2 separate regions of the Capsicum annuum genome follow, and region 2 is linked to region 1. Evidence: chromatin contacts called from public Hi-C data. All regions are on one chromosome and are shown on one strand. The core of a region is the stretch at or near the end of the contact, and the rest is flanking DNA. Distances in the headings are between cores, read along the strand shown. Region 1 holds the start of LOC107838884 (UDP-sulfoquinovose synthase, chloroplastic). Region 2 overlaps LOC107838881 (ATP-dependent zinc metalloprotease FTSH 4, mitochondrial).

Region 1 (2,743 bases), core at 93-2,592:
AAGATGAAGTTGCTTAATTGAAAGGATAATATAGCACAAACATTTGTTTGATAATTTTGTTTTATCAAAGTCATGATGACGCTTCCAACACTAATTGAGCATTTCACTTAAAACAGTTTTGTCAATCCTCAGCTAGGACCAACCAAAGCATCTTGATGTAATACAACTTCCTATTTCAAATAGAGTGGAAATATGAGTTGATTTTACAGCATTATAGCATAAGCAGTGTTCCAAAGAGATGGTTAAACGAAACAACAACTTTCTTTCATCACTTCAAATAAGGATAAGGTCAGTTAAACCATCATAGGGTTAACAATGCAATAGTGTCACTACGAGCAAAGCCCAAAAAATGGCAAGACTAAATAGTACTCCCTCCGTTTCGGAAGAAATGAGTTGTTGGGGTATTTATTGGTGTTCCAAAATAAGTGAATTGTTGAATTTTTTTCCAAAATTACCCTTACGATTTGACAAGCAAAAGAGACTGCAGCCAATAGCATTACCAAGGTCAGCTTTTTCCTTTTTTGGGTAAAAGAGACTTCAAGGGTAAAAATAGAAATTTATGTTGATGTTTTTTTCTTAATCTGTGTGCCAAAATCCAACAATTCATTTATTTCGAAACGGAGGGAGTATATTCTTTGCCAAGTGATGGATTTTGCATTATGGAATGCTCAAAAACCAAACACGTTTTCAATATTGAAATAAACTTCCCTCCCAGTTTTAGTCTAGTCCGGAAATCATCCGTGATGAGAGAACAACAACAAAGCATGTGCATCATATATATTGTATATTGACACTATTTAGTTAAACACCAAGTTCAGAACAAAATCTGTCCACCTACTAAGGAAAGAAAAAGGAAACGGAATAGTCTACACAAAATTGACATGCAGTTTACTTACGAAGGTAAGAGCCGAACTTTGGTAGACAACAGACTAGAAAAGGAAATACTTAGTTGACTACATAAAGCCGAACACATGAAAGCGTCACCAAGAAATTTAAAGCAGCTTTACATCTGGAACTAAAATGGTCACTATATATATAGTACAAGAATCAACTTTTGGAACTAAGAATTTCACCAAATATTACAACAAAAGCAAGTTCCGAAGCTAAAAGGGTCACCTCGAGAAGAGGGCGATGCTTGGCAGAGATAAAATCCTTAGTAGAGAAATGGAGAGGGAAAGGTATCCTCAGTTAATAAGTGTTGGGGCTAAGATTTTCATGTCTCTGGAAGCATCATAGTTTTGCCCAAAGGATATTCTTTACATCCCAAGATTGCTGCCGCCGAAATTACAGCTTTGTCCCCCGTACGCTCTTTCAATTTGTCACTTGAAAATTTGTGAGCTCCTGTAACACTTCGGGGCCAATATTTATACTCCCTCAATTAAAAATAAATAAATATCTACTTTTCTTTTTAATCTATTTAAAAAGAAATGATCATTTTTTTTATAGTACTTTAATTTTAACTTTTTACATGGCATGTTTAGAATCATAAGATTAAAGGATATTTTAGTACATATGACACAACTTTAATTTAAGGTCATAAAATTCAAAAGTCTTCTTTATTTTCTTAAAAATTTGTGCCAAGTCAAAGTAAGTCATTCTTTTTAAAATGACAGAAGTATTTTTTTGTTTTGATTTATGTAACAGATTTTTCTTTTAATTTGTCTAGAAAATAACGTCACTTTTTTATATTTAAAAGTTATTTAATTATAAAATTTTTATTTTATTTATGATTACACAAATATTTAATGTTTATGTTAGACCAAAAATTTTCAAAGTCCATACATATTCACGTATAATTTTTTCTGTTATAAAAGAGATAAAAGGGAAATTACTCAGATATGTTATCGAATTATTAGAAATGACTCATCTATGCCCTTCATTATAAATTTGGCTTATCTATGCCATCGTCTTTAAAAGTTTAACTCATTTATGTTAGTGACATTACAGGAATGTTCATTCGTGCCATTATTTTATAACAAAAATTTTGTAAGATTATTTTTATCACGTGGCCTCTTATTAGAGGTCCATGTCGTCAAATTCAAATAATCCAATATTATTTAAAATCAAGCTTAAACATCAGACTCATTAAAAAGTTTGATCCACACTGCTAAAATAAAGACTTGATTCATTAAAACTAAAATTGTGACTCCATAAAAATAAAATTCTCATTAATTGTGTCAAATTTTATTTTAATGGACACAATTTTAAATTTTAATTTTAAGTAATATTGTTTGATTTAGATTTGGTGATGTTGTCTTCACATAAGAGGTCATGAGGAAAAGTAATTTTGCATAACTAACGTTGTAAAATAATGACGTGAATAGACCTTTTTATAATGACAATGACATAAATGAGCAAAACTTTTAAAATCAATGACATAAATAAGCCAAACTTATAACAAATTACATAAATGAACTATTTCTAATAGTTCGAAGATATATTTGAGCCCTTGTCAATACTTAGAGCAAAATCTCCACCTCCTTAAGTATTAATTGACAACTATTAGATGGTAAAGATTGTTAAAGAAAAGAAGTATGAGAAGCAAAAAGGAATGGGTAAATAGCATAAATCCCACTAGTTTGCTCCTTAATTATTCTTTCTCTTATTTTTTTCAATAAATTTTCTCTCCCTCAAATTTCAATTATTTATATACATAACTAAATGTTGATATACATAAGTCTCTTATGTATCAGAACTAACTTCCTTAACGATATTTAAGAAAATAAATCAGGTCTAATAATTA
Region 2 (2,743 bases), core at 75-2,574, 630 kb after region 1:
TTCATTCTCTGTGCTGCCTGCACTGTTATCTAGGCTCTTACTCATATACTTTGCAGTCTTTGTGCCCTGATGTGTAGTTAAATTTAACCCCTCTTTTTGTTGCTTCTCTACATCTTCAGCAACCTTCTCTATCTCATCTTTCTCCTGCAAAATCATTAGGAGTACTCATTTCATTACTTTTTGTTGCTTGTTTCCCTGAGACTTGAGACTTATCCCCTGTGTCTCCATTAACCTTCTTATTTTTTATCTCTTTCCAAGTCTCAAAGTCTCCAACCACCTTCCCACTTGTTAATTGTTTTGGCGTAACCAACTTTCCTTGTTGCTGCTGTTAGTAATGTTTTTGTTGATTATGTTGCAGGTTTTGCATCTGATTTAGCTGATGGCTTTTTGGTGATGCAGGATCTTCACTCACTATTCCACCATGCTCCATTGTTAAAGGTCTTAGTTCAGGATGCAACACCCTACAATTTTCCATACTATGACCCTGAAGCTTACACTCAAAACAGTATTTCGGCAAATGATCATACTGTATTTTAACTTGAAAATTTCTGCTAACTCCTGATACTACATTATAGATTTCCATCTTAACCCATTTGGGAAGATTGGCTTTGAGATCAACCAAAACTTTAACTCTAGCACAGCTTGATGTCCAGGTGCAATGACTTGCCAACTGCAGAAGCTAACGAGAAAAGAGTTTCTTTGACAAAGAAAGTGGGATTAAGGTTAGGGAAAGATATCCGAGCTAAAGCCTGTGTAGTTTCCCTATCCACTCTAAAGTTTGAGTCAGAGATCAAAGGTCTCATGAGGAAAGTTTTTCCCTCTCTATCTTTGATGAAATATGAATTCTTAGCCATTACATTAACAAAATCCTCCATTAATGAGCACCTAATCAAAATGTGTCTATTTCTGATAACTCCAATTTGACAAGCTCCTTTTATACCAATTTGATTAGGCAACCGTTTCTTTATGTCATCAAATATCTGGCCAACCATGTGAAATCTTTCCGATTATTGCAAATTGCAGCTTTTCTATTACATTCATTCGAGAAACTTCTTCAGTCCATCGCACACTAGGAACTCCATCAATAACCTCAATAGGTTTAATTGGAATAGGTTCTACACTGGTATTATTGTGTATAACACCTTGGTTTAGTGTTTAGAGTTTAGAATGATCTCCATATTTTTGCAGAGTTTGAGAAGGTGATTTGGGAATGTTTTCTTCCAAGTTTTGAGAGGTCAAATTTGTGGCTGTAGTCTTGATTAGGGAGTGGTAGAAATTCAAGGTCTGAAATTTTGGTGACCACCTGAGCAGCCATTGCCGTCAGCGGCTGTGTTTAAGGCGTCATGGTAGGGTTAGGTCATAGTGAGCTAATCCTTCCCAAGCCCTAAAAAATAAATCAAAAAGGAAATTGATGCCTCTTTTCTCAATTAAGTTTTGACAGGTCTCTTTTCCTAAATCTTCTCTCAAAATTTTTGCCGTATGTATCAAAACAGGAAGAACAAAAAATGGTGGCTGACATGACAACGTAAAAGCTTTTGGGGCACGAAGTGATTAGCTTAATTTACACTGCAAACCGGAAATATTGCACTCGGAATTAATTATGCAAATGCAACATAAAAAAACTTATCAACCAAAGTGGAAAGTACACAAACTCTGAAAAACGTTGAGTTGTCAAAGCACTTTATTTGGGTGCAGATGTAAACTTTGATTCCTTTGAGATTTAGAACTACATAAAACTTAAACCAGAGAGTAGTTTTTCGAAGATTAAGAACAATTAAAATCAGTTCAGAAAACCACATTACAGGAAATAATAACATGATCCGTCAAATGACAATTATGTCATAAAAAATATTATTGCACTAAAAAACTGTCATCCTAATGTGACCTGAATTACTAAAAACAGCTTCTAAAAGCCAGAAGAAAAGCCAGTAATTGTATTATTGAAAAACAATGTAAGTTTCACACTCCTAAATTTTACAATATACTCAAATTGGCAATGAGTCTGCAGATAATTAAACTAAGATCTGTAAGGACAACTAAAAATGACACACTTGACAATATTGATATGTCATTTATCTGTTACTATTTCTGATGACCTCTAAACTCTACCTCCATACATTAATCACCTTCTTCATAGCAATTCAACAATGAAAGGGTGGAAAGCTTGCATGAGAATGATCCATTATATGCACATGGATTGATAAGAACTAGCAATAAGTTACCATGCTAAGGTCCTACAGGAGCAATGCCTTTCGTTTTGGCTGCGGCAGTGGCCGCAGCTGCAGCAGCTGCGGCAGCTGCTGCTGCTGCAGCACTCGGATTTGATGGAGGAGATGGATTGGACTGTGATAGGCTCTCCTCTGCGACTAATTGAGGTTGCTTTTGTTGTGTTTGTTGAGAACTAACCTGGGTAAGCAGGGCCTTAATCTGGTTTCCGGTCATTGTTTCCTGCTCAAGCAATGCATTGGCAAGAGCATGAAGCTCTTTGATGTGGGTGGTGAGAATCATCTTCGCATTGTTGTAGGCCCTTTCAAGTAATTCTCTTACTTCCTTCTCAATGAGAAGCCTCGTTTCAGTGCTCATACTCTTCCCGTTATCATCGTAGTTGTGGGTGACAAGCCCCACTTCTTTGCTCATACCGAACTTTGTAACCATAGCCCTGGCTAGATTGGTTGCTTGCTTGAGATCACTAGAAGGACCAGAAGTTACTTCACTTTCCCCAAAAATGAGCTCTTCAGCAACT

What was found. A called contact is a pair of places that touch in the nucleus more often than the background predicts.
Region 2: a contact with region 1 is called in a Hi-C map of leaf, with 3 times the contacts expected there. The contact joins the enhancer-like site here to the promoter of LOC107838884 in region 1. A contact is called at or near these places in 3 of 5 Hi-C or Micro-C datasets (leaf and placenta).

What each region holds. Positions count from the first base shown.
Region 1 is chr8:104,739,870-104,742,612 of UCD10Xv1.1, forward strand. It overlaps LOC107838884 (UDP-sulfoquinovose synthase, chloroplastic), which reads right to left and starts at 1,343. Exons shown (of 4, transcript XM_016682123.2): 1 at 1,117-1,343.
Region 2 is chr8:105,373,652-105,376,394 of UCD10Xv1.1, forward strand. LOC107838881 (ATP-dependent zinc metalloprotease FTSH 4, mitochondrial) reads right to left here. Exons shown (of 7, transcript XM_047395787.1): 7 at 1,908-2,743. The coding sequence ends at 2,227. It overlaps LOC107838883 (a long non-coding RNA gene), which reads left to right. Exons shown (of 3, transcript XR_001664849.2): 3 at 359-635. Among protein-coding and RNA genes, the nearest start is that of LOC107838883, 6.8 kb to the left of the region's middle. Within about 2 kb of position 1,325, at least 3 of the 5 cell types and tissues checked have an H3K27ac peak or open chromatin away from gene starts, as enhancers often do. A contact at or near this core is called in leaf, where this site is marked.